2 separate regions of the Arachis hypogaea genome follow, and region 2 is linked to region 1. A link is a contact called in public Hi-C data. All regions are on one chromosome and are shown on one strand. Each heading gives the region's core, a stretch centred on a gene start, on an enhancer-like site or on the middle of the called end of the contact. The rest is flanking DNA. Distances are from core to core; before and after follow the strand shown.

Evidence for each region. Hi-C and Micro-C count contacts between places; a contact is called where the count stands out from the background.
Region 2: a Hi-C map of an unstated tissue shows a contact between it and region 1, with 2.4 times the contacts expected there. The contact joins the promoter of LOC112711184 here to the enhancer-like site in region 1. A contact is called at or near these places in 2 of 8 Hi-C or Micro-C datasets (leaf and an unstated tissue).

What each region holds. Positions count from the first base shown.
Region 1 is chr9:88,725,254-88,729,951 of arahy.Tifrunner.gnm2.J5K5, reverse strand. No RefSeq gene overlaps it. Among protein-coding and RNA genes, the nearest start is that of LOC112713029, 19 kb to the right of the region's middle. Within about 2 kb of position 2,296, at least 1 of the 3 cell types and tissues checked has open chromatin away from gene starts, as enhancers often do.
Region 2 is chr9:88,838,892-88,843,907 of arahy.Tifrunner.gnm2.J5K5, reverse strand. LOC112711184 (auxin-responsive protein IAA14) reads right to left here and starts at 2,832. Exons shown (of 5, transcript XM_025763785.3): 1 at 2,229-2,832; 2 at 1,601-1,878; 3 at 961-1,096; 4 at 424-485; 5 at 1-202. The coding sequence starts at 2,497. The coding sequence ends at 165.

The sequences.
Region 1 (4,698 bases), core at 1,047-3,546:
GGAATAAAAGCACATGAAATCATTTCTATCCCATGCCAATGTATATACATATTTCAAGTTAAAATTAATAGATTATGCCAAAATTGAAAATGCTAGTGGAGCTAGTATATAATTCCTGTGGGCTTTAATTTGGCAAGGAAAATAATGTGAACATTAGCAACGAAATTGGAATGCAAATACAAAGAACCACCGAGGCCATATATGTTGAAGTACTAGAGGCCTCTTTATGATGAGTGCCATGAAATTATTTTTCTTAAATATTTAAGGTGATAGGAGGAGATATAAATAATTATATTTTTAGCACGTTTTATATAAGAGTTTTATTTTGAATTTACATGAATTTTTGTATAAATTTTTATTTTATTTTATTTGCTTTATACTAAAATATATTTTTGGGGTTTTATAAAAATTAAATTCTAATAGTTTCATATATAAAAGTTTTAATATCATATAATAGAGCTATTTGTTTAAAAAATTAATTAAATTGATAAAAAATATATACATAGTTATATTTTTAATTTTGTATCATGAATAATTAGATCTCTAATACGACCCTCACACAAAAGTTACTTTTGGCCTTGCATAAATTTTGCATAAGCATTCTTTTATCTTTTTTATTTGCCTTATACTTTTTTTTTTAATTATAAAAATTCTCATATCATGTCATGTCATGGTATAATTTCTTTTTCAAAATCTTAAATAAATAGAAAAAGCGACATAAATAGTTATACCTCTAATATTTTGAGAGTGTGAATTCTACGTTATACATATAACAATTTTCAAATACGCAAAAACGAATTATTTATCGATGGTAAATATTGTAAGAAATATTTTTATTTTATTTTTTTAAGAAAAATAGGATTGCAAGAGAGGGTGTAACATACAGCAAATCTTGAAGCTTCTCCAGCAGAGCACATGATAAATGATGAAGGACTACATCATTTTCATATCATAACTATATAACTTTTTAGGGCATGGTGATTACTTAGAGACAGGTCACATCGTCTAAGAGCAAGAAACATCTCAAACCCTAGCTGTGCCCTTGCCATGTCAACATCCCTTCCTTAACCCCATCTTGGATTGTTTCTTTCTAACCTACCTCAATGATAAGTATCCATTGGATTCATATCATCTTGGCCACATATTCTAAGAGAACTTGGCGAAGATGGACTTGTCCAAAAATAAAAACATACCTTTTCGTCTTTTAGAGTTTAGAAATCCTCAATGGGGTCTTAATCACAAAAGAATACAAGAAGCCAATTTTTGGTGCAGGGAAATCCCATGCATATCCTTATCTAATTTGGACAGTGACTCTAATTTTAGATAATCCCATATTCCACATTTTACACCACATTATGTATTTTTATTAGCTAAGGGAATTTTTAAGAGTAGTGGTCCTAATTAGTTATTATTATTATGTCTATATTTTGTTGTAAGGTCAATAAAAACCTGGTCAAACTTTAAGTGGTCCTGTGGTCAAAAACGTAATACCTGGAGAATAGTGTGTGCGAGTAGGGACAGAAGAAGAGGAAGAAAATTTATTAGGTAGGCACAACCTATCTATCACAAGCGGCACTACTTAATTGAATAATTCAATGTGTAAGGTGACTTATTAAGCTATGTTAACATGTCGGCTAAAATTTTTATTACATATGAAAATACTAGTCAACAGTTACGTTTACTATTGATCAATGATTGATTGAAAAGATCAACTTATTTGAGCATATTAAGAAAATTATAGTACTTTTCTATTTTATATTATACAAAAGATATCTTAAATTAAGAAACTTAATTTTCCCCCTCTAGGATGATCTGATCTGCCATCGGATCATTTCGAAAATGATTGAAGTCATGGATAAGAATTTAAACTGAAGTAGTGGTAACAAATGAACTAGTCGTCAAAGGATGTTTTTGATGGATTTATTAAAATAGAAAAACTGATCACATGTTTCTAAATTTTTAATATTTTAAATGTGTCATGAAATTACTTTTTCTAAAAATTTAAATTGCTAAAATGAAATACACAAATAACGGTATCTCTTGTATAGTTGTATAAGCTTTAATTATTTTTTATCTTTCATATTGTATTTTTCTTGGAGCTAAACTTATTTTAATTATAAAAGAAATGGAAAGTGTTATTTGCAATAATTCTTTTGGAGACATTTTGTAAGATTCCCTTAAATATCACTAGTTGAAAATGTTAGCAACTTGTTCTTAAACAATGTCTTAATTATATTTATAATATGGATCAAAGTTCACTCGTACCTAGCTCATATAGTGCGCGGAAGGATATTCAAACTCTTCTAATGCCACGGTGTTATCCTTAAGCAATATGAAACTTTAGTTTGGGATTCACACTGGTCGGATTAGTTTGAGTTTAGAAAAAAAAAATAAGAATCGAATCAATAAAAATTAATTGGTTCAGAATAGATCGAATAAGAGGTTTTTTTAAGTGAATTTAAACCAATCTGAACCAATTAAATCCAAGTTAGATTAATTCGAATAATCAAGCATTCGATTAAAAATTAATTTTAGAAAAAGTAGAAAAAAAACTTTCTATAAATATGTAATAGCAAAAATAAAAAAAAATAAAAAACAAAAAATAGATGAATTACATACTAAAATACATCATCATATTTATACTAAAAAAATCATCTAATATCCATAGTTTGAAAATTTTTAAATATTTAAAATTTTACAAAAAAAATAGTAAAATAAACCACATAACGTTAGTTATTAAGTCTTTAAGCATCACAAATAAACTGACAAGGGAGGAGAACACAGGGTGACTGCTGATTACTAAAGAAATGGGGGTCAAGGTGATAAAGTTAGTATATATAATTTAATTTTATAATATAATATAACATTAATCGGATAATCAGTTTAATTCAAATTCTACAATTATAAAATTATTAGCAGAATTAATTAAGGTCAGATTTAATCAAATCCAATTATTCGATGAGTACAAAATCAATTAAATCGAATTGAGTTAGTTTTGATCTGATAATTGAATTATCCGTACTCGTAAAACATTCGTAACTTTAATCCACTTTCATGTCATGTGAAATTTACCAGGTTAGTTATTTAATTCTTAATTGACTAAACTTTGATAACATGTTCAAAATTAAAAAAATTAACTTTATTTGGTTAAACAAAAATTTTATGTGTACATAAAGATTGGTTACTAACACAAATATATATATATATATATATATATATATATATATATATATATTATACTATTTTTAATATATATTTTATATTTTATTAATATATATTTTATACGAATAATTAATTTAATAATTAAATTTTTGTGTATATATAATATGATTGTTAGTTAAAGGATAATTTTTTGACATAAGAAGTAAATTTAAGCTTTTATTATTTTAAATATATTTTTAAACAATGTTTGAAACCGAGATTTTAACGTTTAAAAAGTAATGATATTTGTACATTAAATTTTTCTAAACATTTAAACATTCTTTCACACAAAACAAGAATGAGATCCTCTAAGATGTCCTTCTACCTTTTTGTTTCTCTTTCTTTTTTTTCCCTCTTTTTATTTTTGATTTTTGTTATATTTTACTTTTTTGTTTTTAGTGTTTAAAGGCATAACTACCACTTTTAAGGCAATACATATATCTTTTCTCATTTAAAAAATTCAGAAACATCATCCCTTAAATTTAACATATTCATAAAATAGTAAAAATAATATAAGGGTTAAGTACAATTTTAATTCCTGTAATTTTATTAATTGAAAATTAAAATTATTTTTTAAATTTTTTATGTTTAAAATAATCTCTAGTATTCATTTTATTTTAAAATCATTTTCTGCCATCACAAATTTTGTTAAGGACAAAATTACTTCCTTCGTGTGGAGAAAGAGATCAACCAGAGAGGAAGAAGCTAAAAAAGCGACAACCGTGATGACAACAACTTCAATTGTGAAATTTTCTCTCTCTCTCACCAACAACGATATCTGTTGGGAATAAATAATATAACTACAATCCAATTCATGTGTCAAATAATATATTATTATTATTATTATTATATTAAAATATTAATATAATAAGATCTTTGATTAAATTTAAAAATTTATCATTATGATAGTGATCATAATATTGAGAGATAAATATTTTATAATTTAATATAAATTATTCTTGGCCATAAGATTATTAAAAAGGACATAATAATTTAGAAAGATCAATATATATATATAATGGTTTTTATTGGATGAAGATTAATTGATCTCATTTATTAAATTATATATATAGAAATATGACCATTGAATTGACTCACTTTGAGAATTCTTAATAGTTATAATTACTGCATATTTGTGAATAGGATATTCTTAAAATGAACATAGTAATAGAGTTCCTTTGACTTGAGAAGTAATTGACAATGTATTTATTATACTTTGATTTCGGACACCTAATATCCTAGGATGTTAGTTGAATAGACATTGGGTATGATTTAAATACTTGTACAATTAATGATTAATTAGTCAATAAAGAATCTATCAACTCTCGGTAAAGAGTTTGAGCTCTATGATTATAATGACTGAGATGAATAAAACCTTGGCCAAGGAGATTGAATGAATGAAGAAATAAGTTTTTTAAGTCATTCACAGTTCATTATAATAATGGTAACAAGTTAGAGTTTGACAATTAAATCATACTCTAAAGGTTAACCAAGAGT
Region 2 (5,016 bases), core at 1,583-4,082, 110 kb before region 1:
ACAAAAAACACAGACACATGCCAAACTAACAATAAGTAAATAAAAACATATGTCCCAGCAGCAGAAGTGCTATGGTGGATTCATATATATTTTTATAGGGTAAACTTTGGTACGGATTCTGATCATATATATATAGAACATGTATTGGACCAGCAGCTTCAGCTTCAGCTTCTGCTTTTGCATTTCTCCATGGCCCTTGGCGCTGAAAGTTCACAGGAAAGCATGCCAATATTAGATTCACTTGCCAGAAAGTGGTGTATAATAATATATATTATATAAAATAATAACTATGAAGAATAATGATTGTTAGTATTTTCCTATTTGGGTTTCATAACAATGATGACTTCCATATATATTAAAGCAAAATTAAATGAATGAAAAGAAAAAGTTGATGTAACCAAACATATGATCAATAATTCATACCAAGCCCAATAGCTTCTGATCCTTTCATTATTCGCAGACGCTTGCATGATCCAACAAACATCCTTCACAAAAAGTAAATAATTTAGGTTAATTTCATGGGTCTCTATGTGTTGAAGTAAAAGAAGACTATTAAAAAAAAAAAAAACCTCTTAAATTAAAAGCATGTTTCTAAATAACCTCTTAATAATCAAAGTTTTTTTAACTAGATAAAAATTTCTAATCCACATGAGTAATTAATTAGTAAATAATACATTTAATTTTCCTTTTTGATAATAATAAGTACAATACTTAAATGTTTGTATATATATATATATATAAATAAAATAGCACCTAGCTAATTAAATAAAAAAGAAATTATATTGAAAGTAAACAAAAATAGTTATATTTTAGATTTTGAAAATAAATAATTTGGTGATAATTTCCTAACTGTGTATTTGAATGAACGTGTGTTATGAAAACTGTAATCAAATTGTAGAGAGGAGACGGCAACGACGGCGGTGGTGAGGCGGTGGTGAGATGAAGGTAATAGAAACTTACTCCCATGGGACATCACCCACGAGCATCCAGTCACCATCCTTATCTTCATAGGTTGGCACATACTCAGAGCTGTTCAGAAGATCCATCAACTTGCTCTCATTCATGAAATCAATCATTCCTTGGGACCCATAGTTACCTTCATCAATTACAATAATAACAACACCCTAATTTAATAATATTATTATTATCAATAATAGTACTACTTAATCATTCACACCCAAATAAAACCCAGGCCACAATCATACACAATTCTAACAAATATATATAAATTCAATTAAACATATTACTAATGGATAGCACCATCAACACAAATTCCCATGCATCAAAGAAACAAATTTAAAAACTATTATTATATGAATTTAATTTTCAGCAAATAAACAATGCATTAAAATTAATTTTTTATTTCATTATATATAATAATAATAATAGTAACTTTGTAATTTTATGTGCTATTTTCTTTCATATTATTATTATATACACGTTCAGTCTCATCAAAGTTGAACTAATAATAGAGCTTTTGGAGGTCTAAGTAGTTGAATTAAACTCATAAAATTTAAATAAATTTAAACGATAATAGAGAACTGAGAAATCGAATTTGGAGATCTAATCTAAGAAATATGAATATGGATATGGTACTAACCCATGGTGAAGGAGCTGAACATTTTGGCCAAGGCATCAGATAAGTCTTGGTAGCTTTTGTACATTGTCAGGTCGACCTTGCGAAGGTAAGGAGCTCCATCCATGGAGACCTTCACAAATGAACCACCAGTAGAAGCAGCGGTGGTAGCTGCAGCGGCGGCGCTGCTTGTTGTCTTCTCAGTGGTGGCGCTGCCATTGTTATTTTCCTCAGTGCTCACTTTTTGTGCCATCATGTTCTTTCTGTATGACCTCACTGGTGGCCATCCAACTACTTGAGCCCTGATCATCGTCATCATAATAATATTTTCATATTCACTTAAATTCATCAAATTAATGTATTCAAAATATGATTTTTTATATCAATTTAAATTTTTAAGAGAAGATATAAACAAAAAGTCTAGAGTGTCATCTTTAACTTGTTTTCATCCAAAAGAAAAAAAAAAGTAGTATAAAAAAAATCTATACAAAAATTTAAATATACCTTAAAAAACTCCTATTTAAAAAAAATATGTTAAAAATATAAGTATATTCATGTACCTTTTTTCTATCGATTTAAATTTTTAAAAAAGAATAATTTGATTATATAACGAAATAAGGGAGATGAAAGGAATTAATTAAGGGAAACATACTTAGCGGGTGGCTTGGCAGGGTCCTTAAGGAGAGTCTTCTCCTTTGGAACATTCTTCAGATTCTCATTCAGATCTTCCTTGTTAGTATCATTGCCTTGAAGGTTAAGCTTCAGATCAACCGTCTCAGAGAACCCTCTCTTCCCGGTGGCTCTCGGAGTTTCTGCCGTTGCCGTGTCTCCGCCTCCGCCTCCACCTCCGCCGGGCAGGCCAAGGCAAAGCTCAGTCTCTTTCAGATTCAAGCCATGCTCCTTTGCCAACATAGTTGCCATTTTTGGCTCTACCGTTATCAAATGGAACTCTCTCAGCTTATTTTCTAATTCTAATTTCTCTTTCTCTTTCTCTTTGCTCTCTCAAACTGTTTCTTATGAATATGGTGTTCTCTTCTTTCTATTATAATGCTTTCTTGGTTTGGCTATATAGAAATTGGAAGCAGTAGAGAGAGAGAGAATGTGATAGCCCCTCAATAATATAGGCCCTTTGAGGAACTTGTGCTTGTGACTGCATGTGTATGTCATATCATGTTTGGATCCAATTGCATGCTGACACCTGGACATATATGGGGCGTTGATCTTTGCAAATGGGTAGGCTTAACGGACTCTTTCCCATGACTATTATAACCAATTTGTTTTTAATAATCTCCTAAAATAAGTATTAAAGATTTAAATTTTATCTTATATATAATAATTTTTTTATTTTATATATATAATAATTTATTAGTTAATAAATAATAATTTTAATTAATGATAAATTAATTTTTAATTTGTTAAATTAAAAAATATTATAAAAAAAACTATACCTATATATTATGTTATAATAGTTACCGTAGTTATAAAATTGTGTTATTAAAATAATAATTTTTAATGTTTAAATTTTTTTATTTTAAAAATAAAAAATTATAATATAAAAAGTGTAATTATAAATTTAAAAATCACTAAATATTAAAAAATATAAAGTACACTGAAATTTCAAAGATAACAAAATAGTCGTGTCGATAAAAAAAAATATTAATAATATATAGTTGAACAATTATTTCTCCTTTGATGATAAACGGGATTATTATTTGAGGGTACCTACCAAAATGTTAATGGCTTCCAAAATATATGTCTCCCCAAATGTACTAATCAACCTTTGTTGTAATTTTCAAGGCACATGCATGGCACTTGGTCTTGTTAGTGTTCCGTCTTCTGCTGTCCTCTCATTTGAGGACTGGTTACCATGTTTAGTTATCTAAAATAGTGCACCCTCTATAATTTCTTTCTCTGTCATCTTCACTAGGAAATGAATATATAATGTAATTAATATATACATGTAATTTTGGAAATTTCCATGCGCGGATATATTGATTATTTACCACCTCAAACAAATAGTTGGATCATATGTTTAAAGTTTGTCCACTTAAATTTTTATAATATGTTCAATTTTCAATATAGATTATTGATGATAAGCTTTTAATCTTAGATATTAATGTGGAATACATAAAAATTCTTACATCAAAGAAGATAATACAGCCAGCCTAATCTAATAATTATATCCATGAATAATTCTATAATTTAAATTAATAACTTTAAATTACACACAAATAATTCAACTATTACTCTAAATCTTTTCTCCTCTAAATAAATTTACATATATGTTTGTGTGTGAAATTTCGAACAATTCTTTAAATATATAATTTCGGACTAACTACGGCTTGATTTAGTAAACTTTTTATTTTTTAAAAAATAATCTATCAAAATTATCTGTTAAAAGATCATCTTTTTCTTTTAAGTTGTACCATCTATATTTAATAAATCAAACTAAAAATAACTTTCAATAAACATAAAAAAACAATTGCATTTGAAAAATAGTTTTTAAAATCTAAAAAGATTATAATAAACATAAATATAAAATTATATTAGATTGTTTAATTTTAATAAATATAAACCAACTTAAAAAACTCTTTGTTAAACACATTCAACTTTTAAAATTAAAATTACAAACATAAGTACATTATTTTTTTTATTTACTAAATATAAAACAAGGTTTTTATATTTTTAAAAAGGACAAATAACTCTTCAAAACGTTTTAAACCAAGTCTATTGGCAAAATATCTCCTAATAGATTCTAAATTTAAGAGAAAAACTCAAAGGTTAATGATTTTATTTTATATTGACTTATATTTTTAGTCATTAACTCAATATTTTTAGTTTAGTAACCTAATAATATAGTTTTAGACTTTAGCCAATATTTTTAAATAATAGTAACCAATTATAAATTATTGACCAAAAATAATAAAATTCTATTAATCCTCTAACATTATTCTAAATTTAATTCACCGAAAAGGTGAGTATTATTTTGAGAATTTAAAGCAAAGAGTTATTTTTACATTAAGGTATAGATAACTATATATATTATTATAATATATAATCAATTACATTTTTTATAGATGCCATTAATTAAAACCAATGCCGTCGAATATACTCACTTTTAGAGTTCATAGAATTCATTGTGATAACTATTTAAAACATATAATTATTTTAAGAGAAAAAAATTAAAATGATTCGTTAGATTTTATCATAGTTATCAAAATCGAATAGGTGATCAAATTGGTCAAATTATTAATTTATTATTTTAATTAATATAAGTTACTGCTGGTTGAACTGAAAGAACCGATTCTTTATAAATAAAAAATATAAAATAATCAAAATTTAAATACATATCTTCACTAATATTTTAAAAACAATCAATTCTCAACAAGTTATAATTCAATTATTATTAAATAATTATATAAAATTTTAGTATTTTTTAT